2 separate regions of the Mus musculus genome follow, and region 1 is linked to region 2. Evidence: chromatin contacts called from public HiChIP or PLAC-seq data. All regions are on one chromosome and are shown on one strand. Each heading gives the region's core, a stretch centred on a gene start, on an enhancer-like site or on the middle of the called end of the contact. The rest is flanking DNA. Distances are from core to core; before and after follow the strand shown.

Region 1 (5,233 bases), core at 249-2,748, 370 kb before region 2:
CTCAGCCCAGGATCCCAGCCCAAGGGATAGAGCTGTCCACAGTCAGGATGCATCCTCCCCTCACTCAGTGCAGCCTGGAAACTCTCGCACAGGTGTGCTCAGACGTTTGCCTCCAAGGTGACTCTAGATCCTGACAGTCAGTGTTAAGCACCAAACTTGACTGTCTGCTCTTCTTCCCCCTTGTTATTCCCAAGAGCCAAAGTGGCCTTGCTAGGAGCCTAACACTGTTAGAAAGCAGGCTGGTGGGCTAATTTCACACACATTATCCACAGCCATGAAATGGACTTAAAAGGCATGTCTGAGACTCTGCCCTTGTTTTCTATCTTAGTAAAGTATTCCTGACTCCTTGAGGGTAGGGTTCCAGAGGTGTGGCTCTAGCAGTCTCCCCACTTCCTGTGGAGTAGGAAGAAGCAGTGGAAAAGGTTTCTAGTTCAGGTCCTCCCCTTTTGGAAGGTGTCCTTCTTCCCTGCCCCCTCACTTGATGTTTCTTCCTAACTTACGTGGTAGCAGCAGCAGCTGGGCTGAACTGGCAGAATCACTCTTTGGAAGGGAGGGAGGCACTTCTGGATGCCTCGGGTGGCACGCAACAGGGAGGGTGGCAGGAGACTCTGCTCGTGACTTGGTTTTGCCTTCATCTATACTTGTTTCATTCACCTTATTATTATTTTTTTTTTACTTTTAACTACATATTTATTTGTTTGTTTTGACCATTTGATGTGTTTGTGTATGGGCACACATGTGCGGTAAGTGTGGCGATCAGAAGCCACCTCATGGGAATTCGTTCTTCCCTTTGGTCATATGTGTCCCAGGGATCAAACCGAGGTCTCGAGGCTTGGCAGCAAGCCCCTTCATCTGCTGAGCCTTCTTGCTAGCACTCACTCGCCTTATTGTTAAATAATCTCTGAGAAATGTGCTTCTAGGCTGGGGATATAGCTCAGTTGGTAGAGTGAGTGCTTGGCTAACATTCATGAAACTCTGGGTTTAATCTCCAGGACTCATAAATTAATCACAGTGGTGCATGCCTGTAATCCCAGCATGTCAGAGGAGGCAGGAGCATCAGAAGTTCAAAACCATCCCAAACTGCATATGGAGTTTAAGGCCAGCCTGGGCTAAAAACCCTGAGTTTAAATAGAAGGGACATGTGGTCTCTTTTGTCCTCCTAGAAGCAGGGGCTCAGCTTGGTGATTGGCATATGGGAGGGTGACTGTCCCAGGTACAATGAAGCCAGGCTCATGTGGCTTTCATACCCAGGACTTAGTGCGTGCTGTCAGTGAGTTGCAGAGTAGTAGCTGTGCTCTTTGCTGTGTTCTGTTAGTATTTACATGGAGAGAACAAGTGTCCCTCCAGGTAATCAGGCCTCACGGTGGGTTCTCTGCAGCCCACTGACACGATGAACTTGTTCTCAGCGTCAGCGGGTTCTTGGCCCTGCCCCCCTCCTCCATGTTAAGTCTGTGGAGCAGAGTTCTCCTTAATGCTTCATCCATCCAAGAGAACCTTTCCCCAGAGGTGGCTCTGTGGTCACAGCCAAAGCTGATTCATAGTCTAATTCTTTAATTCAGTAGCTCCCTGTGTGTGTGTGTGTGTGTGTGTGTGTGTGTGTGTGTGTGTGTGTGTGTGTGATTCATGTGGAGGCCAGAAGACAAATTCTTGTGTTATTCCTCAGGTACGGTGTACCCCTTTTTTGAGACAGGTTTTCTCGTTGGCTTTGTAGAATAGGCTCGCCAACAATTAAGCGCAGGCATCTGCCTGTCTCTGCCACCCTAGTGCTGAGCTTACAGTGAACACCTCTTTATGTGTGAGCTCTGGGGACTGAGCTCAGCCCTTGTGCTTGTCTTGTGTCTCCTCAGAGCTCTCACTTTTGTTTGTTTGTTTGATTGATTGATTGATTTTAACAAGATCTCATGTAACCCAGGCTGGCCTCGAATTCCTCATATCTGGTGTCATGCCCTGCAGAAGGATGTTAGTACGGCCAACAGTCCTATAACAAGAAGTTTAACACACACACACACACACACACACACACACAAGCTTAACACGTTTATTTAATTAAAGTTATATACAAGATTCAAGTCTTCATCAATGAAGACCCTGAACCCCAACGAAAATTCTGAGGACTCTGAGGTTTCCTTTTCTTTCCTCGTCTCTTCTTTTCTTTTCTTTTGCTAAAGACAGAGTCCCACTGTGTAGCCCTGGCTGGCCTAGAACTCACTATGTAGGCCAAGTTGGTTTCAAACCCAGTCATGCCTGCCTCTGCCGCCTAAGCATTAGGGTTAAAGCTATATGCCGCCATACCAGGCCTGAGGAAAGTTCTGGTTTTCTATTTAGGTTCCATGGAGAATGGATGGGTGTTTAGAAACACAGCTAACTGGGCAGAAGGCTTGACCCTGTGACACATACCTGAGGGTGTCACATTCCTTTCTCTGGAGTGTGGTGCAAGAGCCACCTGTGAGGACACTCACGTGATTTACTCTGAAATAAGACAAGCAAGAGAGCTTCCTACACAGAAATACAGGAAAAGGTTGACTCAACACTCCAGACCCCATGGCTTACTTGGCGGTGGGAAGGAGAAGGGCTTTGGTGTGTGTGTGTGGGGGGGGGGTGTCTAGAAGGTTTGCATGACTGACTTTGGGAATCTCAAGCTGGGAAGGGCCAAGAGGGTGGGAGAAGGCTAGAGAGACCGGGCTCTGAGAATGTTTCTGAGAGCCCACAGTTAGGGGAACTCAGCCCAGCAGTTGAGTGTCAGCCTCTAGATGTGTGTGTGTGTGTGTGTGTGTGTGTGTGTAGGGGTTCCCACCCCAAGCAATTCCTCAGTTCTTTCTTGGCTCCAAATAGGAACTCTATACCTTAACCCACTTCCAATACTGTTAAGGGCTAAAGACTCTATCCCAAAATACTGCCCAGTTCATGTATCACCTTCTAGTCCAGGAAATACTTCTGGCCCACAGGCAATAAACCAAGGGATCCCATAGCTCCCGTGTGTTTGACTGTGGGAATGGCTTGCAGAACTCAGGCCAAGAGTTTGCTGAATGAATCATGAGCACTTTATAAAAGATGAACCTCAGAAGCAGGCACAGAGGGCAGGCATAAGGGAAGGGACAGAAGTTCCCATGATCCCTTGCTCCCTTCCCTTGTGTGGGTGTCTTATTATGGCCACACTAGTTCATTTCTGCCTCAGAGTGTTCGCACACCTGTTCCCTCCACTTGGAAGAGTCTCTGTTGGAACTGGAGCAGCTGCCTGTGCCCTGCATTGAATCTTCATTCAGCTGAGCTGGGCATGTAGCTCAGTGGGTAGGACATGCACCCAGCATTCACTCAGCCTGGAGTTTAACCCTCAGTACTCGATAAACAGATAAACGGGGCATGGGCATGTGTGGTGTTGCAGGCCAGTAATCCCAGCACTCAGGAAGTAGAGCCAGGAGGGTAAATTTGAAAAAAAAAATTTATGTATGTATATATATATATGTGTGTGTGTGTGTGTGTGTGTGTGTATATGTGTGTATATATATATATATATATATATATATATATATATATATATATAGATAGAGAGAGAGAGAGAGAGAGAGAGAGAGTGTTAGTTCAAGGCCAGCCTGAGTGCTTCCTTCAGCTTGGATGGCCTTTCCTCAGAGGTGCGTCTGGGCTATGCTATCGGGATCTGCTCCTTCCTGGTACCCAGATCATAACAGCATCTCTGTTAAAGACAAAATAGCAATAGTCCAAGCTCTATGGAACCTGAGAGGCTTTGCTTATGATCCTGGAGCCAGCCCAGAGCACAGACCAAAGGCGACCAGATGCCCACTCTGCAGCACCAGGTTCCTTAAAACCAGAAGAAAGTAAAGCAGGGGATGACAGGAAAGGGAAGTGGGATACAAGAGACAACCTGGCTGGTCACAGCTCTCATCTGTCTTATCAGAAGATGGGTAGAACAGCTGCTGCTTGTGATTGGCTGAGAGTCAGCAGCTTGTTACAAGAGTAGGGTTGGTCACACTTCACTATGGAGAACGGTACCTTGAAGCCAAGTGTGAGATGTTAGACAGACTTGTTCTCATTGAAATTTGAATTTCACACAATTGTTGCATACCAGGATTATGTCATCTTCCTCCTCTTCCCTCTCCCGCTCTCCCCCCTTCTTCTCCTTCTCTTCCTCCTCCTTCTCTACTTTGGCAATTGTTTGAAAACCACTACAGAGGCATAGGCAGAGGCAGAGGCAGAATCAGACCTTCCATCTCACGAGTTTGCTGATCTCTGCTCTGTATTATTTTCCCTGTTGTATTGTTATCTTACCAACATCTGAAACCATCTTTATTTCCTGTCTATCCTGGTTGCCCATAAGCTCACTGAAGGAATGTGTAGTGGAATAACTTAAGTCATAGGTCCACCAGCCCTAGTTAATAAAATATTACTTTCATCTTCATTTCATTTGTGTGTGTGTGTGTGTGTGTGTGTGTGTGTGTGTGTGTGTGTACCATCAGTGTGTGGGTGCCTTGCAGGCCAGAGAAGAGTATCAATTCTGTAACTGGAGTTACAGATGGTTATGAGCCACCCAACATGGGTGCTGAGAGCTGAACTTGGGTCCTCTGCAAAAGCAGGAGACACTTGTAACCACCGAGCTATCTCTCCAGAGCCTTGCTTTAGTGAGACAGGGATAATGTTTAGTTTTGTTGAGAGAAGCTGTTATTTGAATTTTTTTTTAATGATTGGATCCTAGGCAACCCAGGCTGGTCTTGAGCTCACAATTCTCCTGCCTCAGCCTTCTGAGATTACAAGCATGTTCCACCCAGCTGATTCTGCATTTGTAACAAGTTCCCAAATATTCTAACCACTGGTTCTAGGATGACTCTGAATGTTGAGATGCCATGTCCAGATCAGATATTTGCACTCAAGCTTTTCTGATGAAGGAGGCAATGGAAACCGAGGACATGTGTGAATTTGTGAGGGATCAATAATGGGAAGTTCCTCCACTCCTGTCACGTTGCAGGGACAAAAGAGCATCTGAGGAATGAATACTGTCCAATGCTGGGTGGGCTGTCAAGACACACACAGTACTATTGCAATTTATCGTACATTTTATATGTTATCCTAGCTGATGGGGCTTAACAATTGTTAAAAAATATTCCATAATAAGGTATAAAACAATGTATAAAATGTACTTTAAACAATGTATAAAAGCACACTCACTTTTAAATAAACACTTCATGGAGCTTTTGGTTTCTGGCTTAAAAAAAAAAAAAGA
Region 2 (5,417 bases), core at 2,337-4,836:
TTTGGTTTTAAAAATTCTCTTGGCTGAGTGTGGTGCTAAATCCCAGCATGGCAGAGGGGCAGAGGCAAGAGGGGCAGAGGCAGAGGCAGAGGCAGAGAGGCAGAGAGGCAGAGAGGCAGAGAGACAGAGAGGCAGAGAGGCAGAGAGGCAGAGGCAGAGGCAGAGGCAGAGTCAGAGGGGCAGAGGCAGAGGCAGAGGCAGAGGCAGAGGCAGAGGCAGAGGCAGAGGCAGAGGCAGAGGCAGAGGCAGAGGCAGAGGCAGATCTCTGTGATCAGTGGCAGAATTTTTGTTCTCTGTGTTCTCAAAGACAAACATGGCAGTACACAAACTAATAGAGACAAATTTTAATCAGTAGGATACTATTGCAATAGGGGAAATTCCACCAGTTCGAACATAATTTGTATAGAGGTGGCAGAATTTTTTAGGGCAAGAATGAGGTAACAGGGAAGGAGCTAAGCAGGGGCTCAGTAGGGCAAAGGTATTCAAAGACCAGAGAAGCAGGAAGTCAGTCCATGTGCAGCCTATCTGTGTTTGCTAATGGCCTCTCTGTGGAGTACACTGCCCTAAAGTAACCCTTCCCAGACTCTGTACGTGGAAGTGGTTGGTTCTCTCCAGTCTTTATGTGAGTTCAGGATATAGAATTCTGGGCACCAGACTAGGACCACAAGCACCATAACTGGCTGAACTATAGTGATAGCCCTAAGTTCAACATTACTTTGTATCCAACTCAGTTTCCTTCCATTAATACTGTTCTTTATGATCATATTTTGTTTCTTTTGTGTTTGCTTGGGGATGGGGCAGGAGAAAAAGGGATCATGTTAGAGCCTATAGCTTTTCTCACAGAAGTCAACATTGAGTATCTTCCTCAAATGCATCAATGCATGTGTGTGTGTATCTTTTGGCTTTTTGAAACGAGGCTCCTCTATGTACCACTAGATGCCCTGGAACAACTCATTCTATAGACCAGTGTCACCAATATAGACGTGGTAGAACCTGGGAGACTGGGGCTTATAAACAAGGCAGACTAAAGTCTTATGCAATAGCCAACTTTATTTGGAATTTCAACAATTTATATGAGGATTAAGAAAGAAATCACATGAGTTAAGTTCTCATGAATTTAAACTGTAAATGATCACAAGGAAGAGCCACATGTGGCAAAAACATGGTTTTCCCATCGAGGCATGGAAAGGATAGTTTAAATATTTAATTGAACAACAACAAGCAATACTGAAAAATTGACATAAACTCATTCCTATCTGCTATATCTGGGAGGAGCATGGAAACAGACTCCAGAAACAATTCCATGTTTTGAAGAAACTGAGGTCACAAGGTCTTGTTTTTCTTGAAGTGTTCTCACCTGTACTCAGAATTCTCCTCACAAGATTCTATTCCTGGACTGGGTTCCAAGAGACCAGGTTACTTTCAAACTCAGATCTGCTTGTCTCTGTCTCCCAAGTGCTGGGACTAAAGGCATGAGCCACCACTGCCCTGACTAGCCAGCTTTTACCTTAGAGATAGAGTCTCCCACTAAACTGGGAGCTTGCCAATTAGGTTAGGTTGCCTGGCCAGCAAGCCCTAGGGACCATCCTGTCTTTCTGCTTTGGGATTATAGTCACGTGCTTCTGAATCCAGATCTTTTTCATGGGCTCTAGGGAATCTGAACTCAGGTTCTCATGCTTGCAAACCTAGCATTTTACCCAGTGAACCATCTCCTCAGAATTCATTCTGAGTACACACTGTGCGTGCATGTGTGCGTGCGTGTGTGTCTTATAGTATGACATCAGTTTAGGGGAGAGGAAAAAAATAATTTTCTTCATTTTTATGATTCCTTATTTAGGACAGACCCCTGTAACAAAACCACATCAACAAGAGAACAATAACCCAAACAGTGGCATAGCCCTTTAATCTCGGCACTCAGGAGACAAGAGGCAGGCAGATCTCTTTGAGTTAAAGCCCAGCCGAGGCTACATAGTGAGCTCTGTCTCAGTAAATAAGAGAAAAACAGACAGAAAATTGAGAGCTTCTCCAAGGAATGAACAGCTCTCCAGAAGCTGGCTTAGGATACAAGTCGCCTTCAAAGGATAGTCAGTTTTTAGAGACATGACAAGGCATAAGGTGGCAAAGAAGAGTTTGAGTTCTTAGGGCTGGAAACCAAGAGAAGGCAAATAATATATGGCAGGAGAAAGGCTCCGGGGTCAGGCTTGTTATGTGAATTTCTTACTGGTGAAAGTTTGTGAAATCCCAGCACACAAGAGGTAGAAAGGGTTACTTGAGATTCTGTTTGAAAAAACAAAGATCTGTGGAAAAACCAAAACTACAAGATATTGACAGGTCTCAGCTGACTAGAAGTGAGAACACCTTGTTCTATAACATAGCACAGCTCTTCCTACATCTGGAGGAGAAGCCTGGCTCTTTAGACTGCCCAGGGCAGAGGAAGGCAGAAGCTGGAAACAAAGAGCTGACTGGTTTTGAAGTTATGCTCTTTGGGAAGGTTGAAGCATAGGGGACATCGTTCTCGGATCTGCTAACAGAGGCATGTCACCAGCTCCCTTTCCTATGAAGGTCAACCAGAAAATTTAGTTTCACCTCTGGTAGCACGCAGCTTCCGATGGGGATTCCCCATTGAGTTGGCATGCTGTCCATCCATCCAGCCCAGTAGCTCAGGCCAAACTAATGGCTTCCTAGGAATTTTACTTAAGATGTCTAAAATTGCCTTTGGTGATAAACCCACATCCCTCAGGTAGAGAAGGGAGGATCCCTTTGTCCTTGTGTGTATGTTTATTTTTATTTATGTGTTTGTGTGTGTTCTGGTGCCCTGGAAGGTCAGAGGAGGGTGACAGTTCCCCTGGCACTGCTGGCACAGGCAGTTGTAAGCCTCAGAAACAGAACTCAGTAGCACTCTTAGCCACTGAGTCATTTCTCCAGTGCTTAAAATTTTGTTATGCTTACAAGTGTGCCAGAGGAAGGTCCGGTGGAATAAATAGCAGGAAGTGCTCTTAACTACTGAGCCATGTCTCCAGCACCCCCACTCTCCCATACACACTCAGTGTTTTGTTTTTAGGCAATTGGAGGAAAGTAGACAGCATTTCTTGTTTTTGTGTCTTCTCTAGTGTCTTCAACTTGGAAACAGACCGTATGTGAGAGGCCACTTTGGTGTTCTAATTTTATTCGTATGGACGTGGGTCCCGTGTTTTGCTCCTCTTACTTCACAATACCCCATCTCTCTTCCTTTTCTTATCACGCAGCTGAGTCCCTGGAACAAAGTGCTCACTTTAGAAATGTTTGCGGCCGGTTTGCCTGGTTTAGACTGAGATTGGCCACGTGCATTCTCTACAAGCTCGCGATTTTGGGGACTGTAGAGGGCACTTGTGAAGAAGGATGCATCTTCAGGAGAGGCGGGAAAGGAGAGCTGAGGTGGCCCTCAACCTGCGCCTTGGATGTGGGCTTCTGGGACCAGAGTGTACTTCGGGGGCACAGAGGACCAGGATTAGATAACACAAAATCGGCGAGCCTGGGGAGCAAAGGACCTGGGTGGGACGAGTGGGCGTGGTCGTGTGCTCTGGGGCGTGGTCTGGGCGGGGCGAAAGCGCGCAGACGCATAGAGCAGGGTCTGCTGGCGGACCCGCGGTCAGTCTGCAGCTGCGGGAGGCCATGGGGCGCTTCGCCGCTGCATTGGTGGGCTCACTGTTCTGGCTGGGGCTGCTGCTATGTGGTCTGGGCAGTCTGGCGAGCGCCGAGCCCCGGGCCCCGCCGAACAGGATCGGTAGGTGCGGGGGATACAGAGGCGCGGCGATGCCTAGGTCGGTCTTCCCAGGGCTGGGTGGAGATCGGGGTCCGGAGACCGGGCCGTGCGCTCCGAGTCTGGAGGAGTGCCACTGGAGGCGTGTGCTAGCCAGGGACTCGGTATCCGTGCAGCTCCAGCCTGGGAGGCCCTCGGCTCTAGCAGCTGAACGCCCTCAAGAGCCCGCCTCTAGCTGTCCCTGGAGCTAAGTCTGTTTGTCCGGCCGATTGGGGCACGCAGACTCTGCACTGGGACCAGTCTCTCTTCCCCTACCTCCAGATCCCCTCCCCCGAGAAGGACTGGGACCGCCTCCCCGCACCTGCGCTCTGCTTACTGCAACTGCTGCAGCTAGCTGGAGAACCCGGTCTCTTCGTGGCTTTGGTTGCCTCGGGTTTTCATTCCTGGGTGTCTATTCCCATCTGAAGCTGTGTCTTTCGGGATCGTTAATGGTGTTGGGGCCATAGAGAGACAAAGAACAAAGCTGGGCGAAGATGGCGTCTGCTTTATTTAAAATGCGTGCTGGAGGGGCCCATTCATACTTCCCCAGGAATTGGGCACAGCAGGGTCCCTGGGTCCGGTGGTGCCTCCACAAAGACCTGGGAGAACCTTTGGGCATCTTTTGACCAACTGTCAGTTTGTAACTTCATCTATAGCACCTGTCTAGGTTCAGGGAGTCTGTCTTTAAAGAGAACCCCTTCCCTCAGGTTTCCCCAAGCTGTTAGTTTTAGTCTTGAGTAATGGCTATTATTGGTTAATGGCTTTTCAAAAACAAAAGCAACACTGATAGGAGGGGAAACAAACGGTTCCTCTTTTCCTTTCCCCCCCTCCGTATAGCAATAGTCGGTGCTGGAATCGGTGGTACTTCCTCCGCCTATTATCTAAGGAAGAAATTTGGGAAGGACGTGAAGATTGACGTGTTTGAGAGAGAAGAGGTCGGGGGCCGTTTGGCCACTTTGAAGGTGCAAGGTCATGACTACGAGGCAGGGGGTTCAGTCATTCACCCCCTAAATTTGCACATGAAGCGATTTGTCAAAGAGCTGGGTATGTGATTTCATAGCACTAAGCAACACTATGTGTGACTGGCCGTATGTGTTTTCCTAACACAGAGAACTGATGTTTCTGCCTTGTCTTCTACAGAGAAGTTGGTGAAACTGTTTCTCTTGCTGTGGGGTTTAGCAGTTGGTCCCAGCTTAGCATCGAGCCACTCTCCTGTAATGAGACTCTAAGCTATCTGTGTGGCATCAGCTCTCTGGAATTACAGCCATGGGGTTGAGTGAGGGTGGCTGTTGCTGTTAATTCTTTAAAAAAAAAATTAAAAAAAATTTTTTTAAAAGTTATATTTTAGCTATTTATTTTGTATAACTGTGGGGTGGGGGTGTTGGTCTGAGTGCCACAGGGTGTGTATGGAGGTCAGAGGACAATTGATCCAGTCAGTTCTTTTTCTTCTACTGTGTGGGTCTCAGGAATTGAACCCAGGTGCAGTCCATTTGGGGCTGAGCCATGTTGCAGCCCCCTGTTGTCAGTTCTTAAACTTCAGGCTTTGGGTTGAGAAATCAGAGTGCTTTGAGCTAGCAGAGTGTTTTTAGCTCATTCTGCTGCTGAGAAAATGAGATCCATGGGCTTCCAACACTTGGCT

Evidence for each region. HiChIP or PLAC-seq counts read pairs in DNA pulled down with a chosen protein or histone mark.
Region 1: a FOXA1 HiChIP or PLAC-seq map of pancreatic cancer cells shows a contact between it and region 2. The contact joins the enhancer-like site here to the promoter of Pcyox1 in region 2. A contact is called at or near these places in 1 of 39 promoter capture datasets (the C10 cell line), 3 of 115 datasets of contacts at active chromatin or transcription factors (bone marrow-derived macrophages, effector CD8 T cells and pancreatic cancer cells) and 1 of 9 other capture datasets (adipose tissue).

Annotation. Positions count from the first base shown.
Region 1 is chr6:86,766,351-86,771,583 of GRCm38.p6, reverse strand. The region is part of intron 1 of Anxa4 (annexin A4); the gene reads left to right. Among named protein-coding and RNA genes, the nearest start is that of Anxa4, 25 kb to the left of the region's middle. Within about 2 kb of position 1,498, at least 23 of the 459 cell types and tissues checked have an H3K27ac peak or open chromatin away from gene starts, as enhancers often do. A contact at or near this core is called in pancreatic cancer cells, where this site is marked.
Region 2 is chr6:86,395,319-86,400,735 of GRCm38.p6, reverse strand. It overlaps Pcyox1 (prenylcysteine oxidase 1), which reads left to right and starts at 3,586. Exons shown (of 6, transcript NM_025823.4): 1 at 3,586-3,763; 2 at 4,616-4,822. The coding sequence starts at 3,652.